Regions from separate parts of the Zea mays genome. Here regions 2, 3 and 4 are each linked to region 1. The links are chromatin contacts, called in public Hi-C maps. All regions are on one chromosome and are shown on one strand. Each heading gives the region's core, a stretch centred on a gene start, on an enhancer-like site or on the middle of the called end of the contact. The rest is flanking DNA. Distances are from core to core; before and after follow the strand shown.

What was found. Hi-C and Micro-C count contacts between places; a contact is called where the count stands out from the background.
Region 2: a contact with region 1 is called in a Hi-C map of leaf, with 4 times the contacts expected there. The contact joins the promoter of LOC542534 here to the promoter of LOC107305680 in region 1. A contact is called at or near these places in 2 of 25 Hi-C or Micro-C datasets (both in leaf).
Region 3: a contact with region 1 is called in a Hi-C map of ear, with 1.9 times the contacts expected there. The contact joins the promoter of LOC100502260 here to the promoter of LOC107305680 in region 1. A contact is called at or near these places in 3 of 25 Hi-C or Micro-C datasets (ear, leaf and tassel).
Region 4: a contact with region 1 is called in a Hi-C map of bundle sheath, with 2.6 times the contacts expected there. The contact joins the promoter of LOC100282988 here to the promoter of LOC107305680 in region 1. A contact is called at or near these places in 5 of 25 Hi-C or Micro-C datasets (bundle sheath, endosperm, leaf and 1 more).

What each region holds. Positions count from the first base shown.
Region 1 is chr1:40,521,195-40,524,464 of Zm-B73-REFERENCE-NAM-5.0, forward strand. LOC107305680 (Putative E3 ubiquitin-protein ligase XBAT31) reads right to left here and starts at 1,724. Exons shown (of 8, transcript NM_001320809.1): 1 at 1,456-1,724; 2 at 1,249-1,308; 3 at 1,085-1,156; 4 at 873-997; 5 at 653-793; 6 at 402-509; 7 at 6-267. The coding sequence starts at 1,638.
Region 2 is chr1:40,288,854-40,292,123 of Zm-B73-REFERENCE-NAM-5.0, forward strand. It overlaps LOC542534 (initiator-binding protein 2), which reads left to right and starts at 1,810. Exons shown (of 10, transcript NM_001324298.1): 1 at 1,810-2,073; 2 at 3,013-3,193. The coding sequence starts at 3,104.
Region 3 is chr1:40,739,343-40,742,612 of Zm-B73-REFERENCE-NAM-5.0, forward strand. LOC100502260 reads left to right here and starts at 1,559. Exons shown (of 4, transcript NM_001363251.1): 1 at 1,559-2,076. The coding sequence starts at 1,678. LOC100192516 (60S ribosomal protein L3-1) reads right to left here and starts at 377. Exons shown (of 5, transcript NM_001137736.1): 1 at 113-377. The coding sequence starts at 197.
Region 4 is chr1:40,366,391-40,369,660 of Zm-B73-REFERENCE-NAM-5.0, forward strand. LOC100282988 (protein kinase APK1A) reads right to left here and starts at 1,660. Exons shown (of 6, transcript NM_001155892.1): 1 at 1,483-1,660; 2 at 716-1,050; 3 at 500-635; 4 at 264-406; 5 at 44-167. The coding sequence starts at 1,552.

The DNA of each region.
Region 1 (3,270 bases), core at 474-2,973:
TTCACCTCAGCTATGGCGGTGTCATGAGCGCCGTCATCGGGGTGCGATGGCGAGGGCAATGCATTCTTGGCGCCTTTCAGGATCCTCCTCTCCCTCTCTCTGTTGGCCTCCATCAGGGCTGCTTCGAGCAAAGATTTGGCATCGGGTTCCAGCTCGCTGATGAACTTGAGAGCGGACGGCCAGACAAGGGGCTCCGCGGACGACGGGTTCAGCAGCGCCGCGCACGCGACGTGCCCTCGCTTCGCGGCGACCTCATACGGAATTCTCCTGCAGAAAATCAACCCGCCGCATCAGTAGCCAAACATTTGCCTCGGCATTCCAGGCGCCCGGCGTCATGCCATTGCCGACCCTGGTGTAGTGGTGCTGCGAAAACAAGAAAAAGAAAAAAAATGCTCGCTCACCCGACGGAGTCTCGCTGGAGGCGGTCGGCGCCCCAGGACAGCAGTTGCCGGACGCAGTCCAGGTTGCCGCCGCGCGCGGCCAAATGCAGCGGCGTGCTGCCCGGGAATCTGCAGGAGCGAGCGCTCGAGTCAAATGTATGACACACAGCTTTCCTCAAAAGGAGCGATTTTTTTCACATAAAAATAAGTCGTTTGACATGATATGGGAGGGTGAGGGGGGCAGCCGGGCAGGGCAGGGCAGGAATCCTCACCCGAAGGCGCCACTGGAAGCAGACACGATGGCGCCGTTCTCGAGTAGGACGTGGACGCAGCGCCGCCAGCCCTGCCTCGCCGCGAGGTGCAGCGGCGTCGCTCCGGTGTCGTCCCGCACGTTCACGAAGCGCGCGAACCCCCTGCACCTCCACAGCTGAGAACACATTAGCAAAGGGGCCAGAGAGCAGCGGCGAGACGGCCGGGGCGACGAAGGCCAACCAGGATTCCGAGACCGGCGCGGACTTGGCCGCCGCCGAGAGGATGGTCCGGAGGCAGTCCGCGTGCCCGTAGTACGCTGCGTAGTGCAGGCACGTCCGCCCGTGCGAGGAATCGAACATCACGATCTGCACGCCCAAATCGGAGACGCCATTTAGTAGCCTGCCCGACTCCGAGAACTGATAATAACGCGCAGGATCCATTTAGAGGCTCACATTGGCGCCGGCGTCGAGCAGCCGGCGGACGCAGTCGGTCTTCCCGTGCATCGCCGAGAGCATCAACGCCGTCTGCGGCAACAGATTGGAGGCCGGAGGTGTCAGCGGGTAGTAACAGGGGACGAGGGGAAGGAGATGCGGACCAGCGGCGGGCGGGAGCTAACCTGCTTGTGGCGGTTAACGACGTCGGGGTGCACGCAAAGATCCAATGCCAGGGAGACCACCTGTAGAGCAGTAGAGGGAGAGAGAGAGAAGGTTAAGCAATCGCACGCCGAATGCGTCAACATCCATGCCGGCAACAAACCAGAAGATGTACAGGTTGGTGGCGAGGCTGGGAGAGATCAAAAGCTAAGTGAGATGGGAGCTCGTACCTGGAGGTGGCCGTGTGCGGCGGCGATGTGGAGCGCGGAGAGGCGGTCGAAGAGCGTGGTGCGGCTGAGCAAGGTGGGGCGGGAGCGAAGAGCGGCGGCGAGGCGGGCCATGTCCCCGGACTGCGCCGCGCCGAAGAAGTCTACCTCCTCGCTTGGTCGGCCGCAGCTAGCGCCGTGCCCCATCGCCGCCGGCCCGGCCTCCGGCGAGCAGGAGCGGGAGGGGCCGGGGAAGTGGCTGCTGACGGGACTGTCCTGGGACTGGGACTGGGACTGGGACTGGGAGAGAGCAGGGGGGAGTGCAGAGCTGCTTAAAATATACTGCGTGCACTTCCCTGTAGTTTTTTAAGGCTTTTTTTTTTGCCCCTCTCGCTCCTCCTGATTGAACCTTTTTTTCCTTCTCCGGTAACCCTTTGCGAAAAACGAAAATAAAAATCCTCTCTCGAATAAAATATCCGTGGCGGTGAGTATGTCTTCATTTAAATAGGGGATATTTTTTCGGAGAAGTTTTACGAGGGCGTCTGTCACTGTCCTGGATTCGAAACTATCGTATCCGTTTCGTATACGACAGGAAGAATAAACAGCGGTATACCGTTTCGTATATTTCAGGAATAACAGACAGCTGTCCGGTGACGAATTGTACAAGTTGGCGTTGTTTGTTGCGTTCGGGCACGAAACCGATCGTTCGTCGGCGTATGGTGGTCTCGCATCCCACGTACTCGTGAGTAAAGATAGCGCTGGATACGTATTTACACTTGGGATACGCTGCGCTCATCGTATATTTCCGTGTTCCGACGAGCTCACGGCAGGCTCATGAGTAGTCCGTCCTTGTTCCGCAATCCATGTATCAGATATGCATGTCGTCTCTACTGATCCGATGCCTGGATAGATCGAGATTCGAGAGTCGCGAGTCCGCGTGTGAGCTTTCCAGATCGCAGTTGCTCGCACCACTTCTCCCTTGCTGATCCATGGCGCCTTCGAGTCTACATGGCGAGTCCTCATGGCCTCGTCATCTCAGCTGCGTCTGCGTCTGCGTCATCGAAAAAACTGCCAAGCACGAGTGCGCGCCCGTTTTCCTGACATGCATGCGTGATGCGTAGTAACGGCTACAGCACAGGCTACTGGTCCACCCTGCACGAGAGTTGATCGCTTGCGTTCCCTACGCCTGTCAGTCGCGGACGCGGAAGCTAGATGCAGCGTTGCCGCCGCAGCGAGCGCGCAGTCGCGTCCCGTGAATCGCATTGCCGAACCGCGCGTCCATCTCCGGCGCCGCTGCGCGGGCTGGACAGTGATCCTTCTTCACCCGCAGGCGTATTTTTGCCGTCATGGCGCGCCAATGTCCATTCGGCGAACGAGCTTTTGGATCGACCACCGTGGGCGGCCGCCGGGCGGTGAGTCGTGCGGCTCGATCGGTGGTTACGAGTTGCTCCGTTCGACGCAGTACCGGCACGGCGTGGCTGGCTTTGATGGAAACGCGAAAAGACTTTTTTTTCTTTCTTCCTCTTGATTAAACCTCCACGTACCGACGACGTACGTGAGGTGGTGGTCCTGGCGCCTTGCCCAGTTGCCCGGCCGGAGCTGTTTTGTGCTATCCGTACGCACTGGGACAGGCAGCGCTAGTCCTCCTGTCGTCGTTCACTCACTCGTTTGGGCCCCGCACGGGCACGGTGCCGTTACTGTACCGATCAAGATGGAAACGATATTGAATTTTCGTTCGAGATGCTTGGTTCTGAACCGTGATGGGTCTTGGACTGCCGCTTGTGGCCCAACAGGTGGGCGTGCGGTGTGGGATGGTTTGGCAGTCCTTGCCAAGCAGAA
Region 2 (3,270 bases), core at 560-3,059, 230 kb before region 1:
CACACTCACGTAAATAGATCTCTTTTAAAAACTAAAAAGTTTAAAAGAATCCAAACCATAAAAATACAAGTTCGTATGAATGTAAATACACGATACGAGCACAAATCATGAGTGCATGAGGTATTTTAGTTCAGCAAAGTGGAAATGATTTGTCCATCTAATATAATAGAAATTTACCTCGTGAATGGCTATGGGGTTTCTTAGAAATAAAATTGTTGCATCATCCCATGTATGAGATAGATATACTAAATATGACGTGCTAATGAGAAAATCAAGTAAAACACCTACATGATATAGTAGATGAAATTATAGAAGGATATGTCGGCCAAACAAATAGTATGACGTGGATGCCTTACTTTTTGATATACTGAAAATAGTAAACATTTAGTGAAAGATGGTGTAGCATTTATTAAGGATGATGTGGCGTTTAGTGAGATATAACATATGGAGCTTGTATGCAGATATTAAAGTTAGTGGGGTTTACTTTTAAAAGAGATATAGATATAGGTTAAGTATAACATATGGATAGCTTGTTTGCAGATATTAAAGATGGTAGTCTTTTATAAGAGACATAGGTATATGTTATATGAGACGACAAAGCAAGTTTCTACTCAGTAAGAGTTTACAAATGCATTAAGGCTGTAAAATAATGTTTGCCTATTTTTGTCTGAGAGGATGAAGTATTTTTGAAAGTTGCTATGTATGTGTGCACGTAGAATTACGAGAAAGAAACCAAATAAGACTTGGGGTCTACAAATGGCATGCCATGCAAATTTGTACAGCCGATGTGTGTTCCTTTGTCTGATAATGCTAATAGTGGAAACTGATCGTACAGTGGTACCATTATGCAAAGATAGTAACGCAAAACCTGCAGTAGGAATTCAGTCCATTCTAATAAAAGACATCCATGATTATTCCGTAACGAACTAAACGGATTTCGACTAGATACAGATTAAAGTAGTGGATTTAATATTTCGTAGCTTTGTAAATTTGGAATCCAAAGAATGAACTTTTCTTAAACCCTAGAAATTCCATGCTGCGTATGCACCTTTGGTCCGGGCAATGGCCGAGTGAGATGCCAGCTGGACCTAGCACATATTTTTCTATGGTAGATGTATATATTTTAGAATCATGAAGACCACAAATTTCTTATCTAAAAATTATCTGGTTCTGCGTTGAAGAAGCTCCGGAATCTTAGCACCTTTTCAGGCATCACCCGTGGACATTCTCCACCGACCACCAATAGCCCGAAAACAGCAAAAACCCTCCATGAAAAGATTAATTTATAAATAAAAATATTTTAAAAACGGAGAACCCCGAATTAATTCCGTGAGAGAGACTGTGAAGTGGGTCTACATGCAGTTAATAATTACTAACCCCCTCACGTTTCTTTCCTAAAAACGTCCCTGCTATTCTCCTCACTTAAGCCCCACCGGTTAACGGGGGATCACTCCTTGGGTTCGTGGTCACGAGGGACTGGAGGGCCACCGTGCGATCCGACGGCGCGGCTGGCGCGTCCGCTCCCACACCGACGGCCTGGATTTGCGGAATTTATCACGGGCGCGGAGACGTCTCTCCCGTTGTAGTAAGCCGGGACAGGCGCCCGCTGCCGTCGGATCACGTGGCCCCGCCACGTGGACGCTGCGGGAGGGCGGAACCGGTCGTTGGGGTGGGGCCGCGTGGGGTTTAACCGGGAGCAGCCGGTGGACGCCCCTCCCCGGGATGGCGTGGGCGTAAGCGTAAGCGAGGCGGAGTTGGGGGGTTTAAGAAGGGGGGGTGGTTTTGAGGGGTTTTGGCCAACCCACACCACCGCACCACGCACCTCCACCACCAGAAGAAAAAACCAAGGCGGAGGGCGGAGAGGAGAGCAAGGAGGGTGAAGGGGGAAAAGGGTAATAAAAATAAAAGAGGAGAGGAGAAGCAAGACGAGGAGGAAGAGGGAGCACCCAGAGGTAGGGGAGGGGGAATAATTCCGCAGGGGCTGAGGGATCTCGGCGAGTCCGGCCGCGGAGCAGCGCAGCGAGGCGGCGATCCGAGGGCGATCGGAGGCGGGCGGGCGTAGACGCCGGCGAGGTGAGCACGCCGTGCTAGTTCCGCGGAATTCTGGCGAATTATGCGGTTCTGGGGCTGGGTTTCGTGTCTTGGTGCCCCGCTGTGAGGCGCTGCTGTGTTGGGGTTTTGCTTCCGCTCTGTTTTCGTCCATCCTTGTCCGAATTCTGCTTGCTTTGCTCCGATCCGCCGCTCTGTGCTCGGATAAAGAGGTGAAATTCGCGTCTTTCCGAGATTCCGGCACATTTCAGAGTCGCGGTTTGGATTCGTGGGGTTTTGCTTAATTTCGCGTCGAATTGCTGTGGATCGGGTGCCGAGATCGGATCTGGCCTCGCTCGATTCACGTTTTTCTCGACGTTCTTGTGCGCCTGTGAGGTTTCCGGTCGCTCTTCCTTTTTTTAGTCGACGTGCCCGCTTTCCTTTTGGCAGTTGCTTGCTCCTCGCGGATTCCGATGCACGAGGTTTTTTTTTTAAAAAAAAAAGTTTTCTTCTCCTCTCTCTCACTCTCCCTTTTGATCGCTTGGCGTGCTGGTTTACCTGGCGAATTTATTTGCTTGTGCATTAAATTCAGTGGCGAAACCATCTCGCAAGAAAAAACCTGAGGTCTTAACTCGGATCACGGGTTGAAGTATGAATTCTCTCTATTTCTTCTGCTGTTTTTGTGTTTGAGTTTTGATTCGTTTTTGGAGCGCAGCCTGCTGAAAATTCTTTTCATTTGGCTGTTTCACGACTAGATCTCTCGGTTAATCGGCTTGGGGTATTGGGATTATAACTTTTGGTAATTAATTACTTCAAACGCAGTAGTACTCCTATGATCGTTCCCTGTTTAATTAATGGAATGGAGGGTTTAAAGAAGATTTATCCCAAGTCACTGCGGAGATCCCAATGAATTATTTCCTCTTCTTTTTTTTCCTACCTACTAGTACCAGCTTTCATTTGCTGATTGCTACTGTGTTCTTGCAGATTTGTGTTGGTGACAAGCCATGAACAGCGCAACCACCAGTTGTTAAGTAACCCTCCTGTAAACTTGAAGCAACCGAAGCGGAGAGCAGAAATGGTGTTCCAAAAGAGGTCCTCGTCAGAGTTGGAGGCGTCCGGTGGAGGCCAAGTCGCGGAGATGCCGCGCGTTCCCAAGTCTGCGAGGGTACGCCGTACGCGGCTTTCAGCGCATCGATTCGGCCCTCTCTTCGCTGCCCTTGGTTGGCGAGTCTGACAAGGATG
Region 3 (3,270 bases), core at 309-2,808, 220 kb after region 1:
AAAGGAACATAAATAATACTTCAAGTTCTAAAGGTTGAAGGGTAGAACATTTCAGATGACACGTATCGGAACAAGGCAAGCGAACAAGAGGGAGTAAGAGATGCGCGCGTACCCTTGCCGCGGTGACGGGAGGAGCGCTTCCTGGGAAGGAAGCCGAGGGAGCCGTGCCTCGGGTGCTCGAACTTACGGTGCGACATCCTGCCCTCCTCCTCTTCCTTATCTGCAGGAGATCACAACAAGCCCATCAGATCAGCCACGAGCTCAACATGGGCGGCTCGCCGCTCGGCGAAGAAAAGGCCGCCGCCGGCGAGCAAGGCGAGTCGAGGTGGGAAGAGGAGATGACGCCCGCGGCGGATTCGTTACATTCACCTGTAGAGGGTGGCGGCGCGGCAGTGAGGAGCAAAAATGCGCGTAAACCCTAGCGGATATAAAGGGCTCTCGGGTGCGAGAGTTTCGATCCCGCCGGACCGAAATGCCCCGAACCGAAATGCCCTGTGTGAAATATGGGCTGTTTCTCTGAACTTCTGAACTTCTGAGCTGATATAATGTGGGCTTGGGTCAGTACTCTATTTAAAATATGAGTTGTCCCCTCTTATTTAAAAATATCCTAATATTTCGTTTTAGTACCTCACTGATATAGTTCTAATTTATTATAATATCAAAAACGCAGCATGTGTTTGGACAACAGACATATTGTTACAAAAGAATCTGTTGAACACAGAAAATGCAGCACGGACGGTCTGGTCCCAAAGCCGGATGGTCCGCAATCCGAACGGTCTGCGGTAGTAACGTGGACGGTCCACACGTACGCAGAGTCAGTTAGGATTTCTAATGCTTATCGAATTCAACTCCGAGGGCCTGATGCAATACATAAATTCTAACCTTGACGACCTAGTCTATTATTACCCATCATCTGCAAAAGAAAATGGTTTCTGGTGTGTTTTGAGATGAGCCTATCTTACGTCACTATCTGCTTCTGACATCGACAAATCCTCCAGAAGAAGCCACGTTTAAAATTTTCGCTGACGTAATTGTTGGCTGGTTGCGCTCGCTCGCTTTGCCGGTTGCAACCACCCCTAATCCTTCCCTGTGGGCTGTGGTGTCACTGGTGTGGTGTGGGCAAACCACCGGGCCTACCTTGAGCCGCTCTGATTAGAAAGTGTTTTAAGCCACAAAAATCCATTCGTTTTTTTGGTTTTGTTCGAGTTCCCGTCCATCCAAAAGCAAAAGCCGATAAAAAAGCGAAACACATTCGTCATTTACTGTAACAGAAAACAAATAAACCATTCGCAGGCAACAACTCCCAGCCCGAAAGCTGCTACTGATCTCCTGAACCCAGCTCATGCACCGACGGCGGTCCCGCCGTTGAGGTTCTCACTCCAGGGTCTACCATTTCGGTGCACGAGCCGGAAGCAAGCCGAGCCGGCGCGGCGGAGCCGCGGAGGGAGGCAGCGGCTCGGGGAGAGCGAGAGGATGACGCTGACCGGTGGGACCGATTGGCAGTCCCGCACGGCAGAGCGAAGCTATACTAGCCGAGGCAGGAGCAGGAGCCTCGGCCGCTTCTCTCCCCTGCTCCAAATCCCCTCCCCCCTGCTCGGCCACAAACCCACAATCCCGTGTCTCCGGCCACCGTGCTGCGCAGGCCGAGGCCCGAGCTTGAGCGTTTGGTCTGCTGCCATGGATGACGAATCTAAGTCTGCTCCTAAATCGGATGTGAACACCGACGCTGGCGCGGAAGCCGCGGCGGCCGCCGCTCCGCTGCCGCCCTCGAGCTCAGAAACGGCGGAGACGGAGGCAAGGGTTGAGGCGGCGGATGGGGAGAGCCAGGTGGTTGAGCGGTTGGTCGAGCTTGTGAGCGAGATCGCGGCCATCTCGGACTTCAGGAACTCGTACCGGCGTCAGTTCTGCAACCTGTCGCGGCGGATCCGGCTCCTCGTGCCCATGCTGGAGGAGGCCAAGGAAGCGCCCACGCCACTTACGGTGGCATCGGAGGCCGCGCTACGGCGGCTCAGGGAGGCGCTCCACGCCGCCAGGGATCTGCTCCAGCTCGGCAGCAGCGGCAGCAAGATCTTCCTGGTGAGACTTGCTTATGCTCGGCTGCCTAAATTTTCTTCTGTTTACCGACTTTCGTGACAAATTATGATTTCGCTGTGGAGGTAAGATAATTTTCCTGGCCATTCGGAAGGAATTTATCTGTGTTAACACTACGGAATTAAGCATTCCCGACTGCACACTACGGAATTTAAGTTTTTGCCTGCCCACCCTTTTGGGTTATTATGAAATGTGAACTACTTGATGAAGGTTTCACTAGGTTTGGTCTTTTGGAATATCTTGTTGTCAAATCAATGCCGAGTCAGGGCATTTGACATTGTTTGATGCCGTTGAACAAGTCTGTCAAATATCATAGGTGTTACCTTTTTTTTGTTTACGAATATATTTTAGATTTGGTCAAACCATGTTATGTCACTTGGATCCTATTATAGACCTAATTATGGTGTAACTGGCAGTATCATCATATTCCAAAGTTGTTTAGGGGGTGTTTGGTTTCTAGGGACTAATGTTTAGTCTCTTCATTTTATTCCTTTTTAGTCTATAAATTGCTAAATATAGAAATTAAAATAAAGCTTTAGTTTCTATATTTAGCAATTTTGGAACTAAAATGGAATAAAATATAGGGACTAAACATTAGTCCCTAGAAACCAAACACCCCCTTAGTTTGTGCCTTTTAGGTCTTAATATGCCATATAAAGATAGTACCTAGGAGCTTCGTAGCTGCACATTTCTGTGAAATATGGAGTGAAAACTCACTATGTAATTACTCCATACTATTTTTATTTGCTGCTAGGTTGATTACGTACCTGGTTGAACATTATCACTGCTCAAAAGTTAACTTCCTGTAGGTTTGTGGCATTTGGGCAGTTGCACTTTCCATTCCATTTCTGTGGTGCAGGTGGATAAGAATAGCCTGCGATGCTAGTGTAAACTCTTATGAGCAGAAGAAATATGCCCAGAGAGTGTGGTTGTCTGGTTGGCATGGATCTATAGCATCAAGCTCCATGCTGGAACAGATTCAACTTAATTTATTTCTTTACTTATATGGACTAACAGTAGTGGAGTAAGATGAGTCAACCCAGAACATAATGGCAGTAATCTGGTTGCAGAACTTTCTTCACTAGAAACTTAAGTTAAACATTTTGATGTATTGTTGCTGTAAGTATAAAAGGTGTGCAAAATTTGAATGTTGCATGGTTTGATTGTAATTTTGTATAG
Region 4 (3,270 bases), core at 410-2,909, 150 kb before region 1:
TACGATACATTACTGGCTGCCAAATCATGTTTACAAAGATTACCTGTCGCAAGATATTCAGGGGCAGCGTATCCTTGTGTCCCCATGACCCTAGTAGAAACATGGCTCTTATCACCGCTTGGACCGTCCTTTGCCAAACCGAAATCAGACAGTTTTGCGTTGTACTCCTGTAATATAATAAAAGGTAAAACAAAGAGTTCCGAATCTTTAGACAGAAGTTCGTTTGGATTGCACATATTGACAGGACGGTTTTGCAAGCAGACCGAGTCGAGAAGGATATTGGAGGTCTTGAAATCGCGGTAGATAACTTTGGCCTGGTCGCCGTGCAGGAAAGCAAGACCTCTGGCAGCCTCGAGAGCAACCTTCATGCGTAAGTTCCATGGGAGCGGCTGGAAGTTCGAGCCCCCTGCAACACCATAGCATTCAGTCCTTTTTTTCATAAAGCGAGAAGCCAAGAATGGAGGGATATCGCGAACGAAACACTCGAGAGAGAGCCTACTCCTGAAGAGATGATGCTCCAGGCTCCCTCTCGGCATATACTCGTACACAAGAAGCCGCTGCTCGTCCTCCAAGCAGTAGCCGATGAGTTTCACGAGATTAGGGTGGGATAACTGCCCCAGGTAATTGACCTCCGCCTGCAAAGTCATCGCAGATGATTAAAGCCACCTATGGTGATGAGCCAAACAACACAAGAGGAGAGTGGAGGGACACGAACCAGCCATTCCCGGTGCCCTTGGAAGCTGTCGAGCTTGAGCTTCTTGACGGCGACGATGATCCCGGCGCCCGGCCTGACGGGCGCGAGCGTGCGCTCATCCATCCACCCCTTGAACACGGACCCGAAGCCCCCCTCCCCGAGCAGGCTGTCCGGCCTGAAGTTCCTCGTGGAGCCTTTGAGCTCGCCGAAGCTGAACTTGCGGACATTCGACGACTCCAGGATCTCCGCCTCCGTACGAGGGGTTGGCGGCACCGACGACGACGAGCCGGACGTCTTGGTGCCGAAGGTGCTGGTGTCGGCCGCGTTCTTGCTGACGCTCTTAGAACCGGCGGTCCCTGGAATCACAATTCACAAGCGTGTCTACTGATTTAGGCAAAGGAAGAAAAAGCTTTGTTCCTCGTGACGCGCCATACTGATTTGGCTAGCTAATACACCACCTGGGCATTGTAACGGGAGCTCGGTGCCATCCTCGCTCACCACCTCTGACTCCCAACAATCGCGAAATGGAGTAGTAAATAGTTCTACTCTCGTCGGATGGGGCAAAAGAAGAAGAAGAAAAAAAAGGCATGGAGATTATTTCAAATCTAGGCCGGCTGTTATTTGTTTCCCCCCTTCCCCCCTCGATCGAAGTGCAACGAAACGGATCAGTAAACGCTCCGGCCTTACTCCTATACCGGAAGCAGAAACAGAAGGTCGCTCCAACAACCAGAGCTAAGAAGGCGGACGCTGGGTGTCAGTCAGTAACCAGGAAGCTGAGATTGCAGTACCTGAGGAATTGGGGGCACTGAAGGAAGGGTTGATCTCGGCGTTCCCCTCCACGCCGGCGCAGTTCCCCATCAGGAACGAGCTCTCGCGGCAGCGCGCAGGCGGGGGGGGAGAGGGAGGTAGAAGCGGCTAGCTGAACTACGTCTGGGTTTATTTGCCTCGTGGTGTCATCCTCTCGCTGCGTGGGAAGGAGGTGATGAGTACAATGGCTGCTGCAGTGCTTGCCCGGCTGGCTCTGGCTCTGGCTGCCTGCCTGCCTGCGAGGGAGGGCGGTGGAGGGTGGTGGACTGGTGGTGGGCGCGCGCCGTGGGGTCCGTTAGGTCATTAATGGACGGGCAAGCCCGGCTTTCCGTCTCGTCTCGTCTCGTCTCGTCTTTGTTTTTTTTTTCTTTCCATGCGCTTCACGCCTTGGCCTCTTCCCGGCTTCAGGTTGAAGAGTACCAAAATTTTGATCTGTGCTTCCATCAGAAACTGTATGATTCCACCGATTCAACGTTCGTCCATTCCTTTTTGTTTTCTGAGTTACCACTATGTCAGAGAATGTTCCGCTGCTTCGATCTTTAATGTAAACTCAGACGGTCCTATGTGTAGACTAACGGTATTCGGTATACGAATGCAAAAAAAAAAAACGTCATTCCAAACTGGACAGCTACAGCCGCGCTCTTCTGGCCTTAATGATAATGCATATACACATGCTGTATTTTCTAGAAAGAAAGAAAGAAAAAACAAGACGCAGTCACGTATATCCAGCGAATACACAGTTATACGGCGATAGTGCACCCCCGGCACAGATTGGTGCAAAACAACAGAGCGCGATAGCGATAGGGGATGTATCGTAGGCGTAGGCCCCGGGCCCTGGCCGGGGTGCTGCACCTGTTTGACTAAACAGACGCTCATTTAGGTTGGAGGAGGAGGAAGTGGCGGTGGTTGGCGCCTGCCTGCTTGGAATTTAGCGCATGCCGATGCCGTGCCCCCCAGCGAATCGCAGGGGAAGCCTCCTCGCGTTGCCGTTGCCGATCCATCATCCGGCGGCACGGCTCACCCGCGCTGCTGCTTGTTTGTTGTTGCGTGGCACCTAGTACTGGCGACCCGAGCCGCACCGCACCACGGTATTGCCCCGACGAGTCTTGGCGGATTGACAACCAGTCGCGCGCGGAAGTCGCCGGTGAAGCGTCACCCACGGGCGCAAGTGGCGATGCGGATTAGTGTAGTGGCCGAGGGACGGTCCCTTTCGATGTAGCTGGAGCCTGCCCTGGACGCTGGAGTCTGGAGGCTGGAGGTGTCAGTCCAACCGCTGCCATGCAACGCAGGATTCATGTCTGGACTCTGGATCTGCCCGGCTATTGTATGGGGGGGAAACCACAAACGTGCTGGTATATACGCGGCAGGCGCGCGCGCGTGTGCGACCGGTACTCCATAACAGGCACTCGCACGTTTAGTTATCCCCACTTCCCCCAGAAGCTTCGAGGCGTGCCAATACTATTTCCATTCCATTCCATTCCATTCCACGCCGACGACATAAATGAAAGGCCACGAACCTAGAAACACACTTGTTTTTTCCGCACGTAGGGAGGGATATCTATCTATATCTCGTCGGATCGGAGAGTAGTGATTCGGATGATGCAGGAAATGGTTCGTCGTCATGGTCATGCATGGAATGGAATAGTGGAGGGAAACGTTTGCCTGCCAACGGCTCAAACACTGCGAGAATGTAGACGGCGGACAGCTCCGATCGATACAACCTGCGTTGGTTGCCATCAGCACAAAAGAAAGGACACTGCGCACATGAA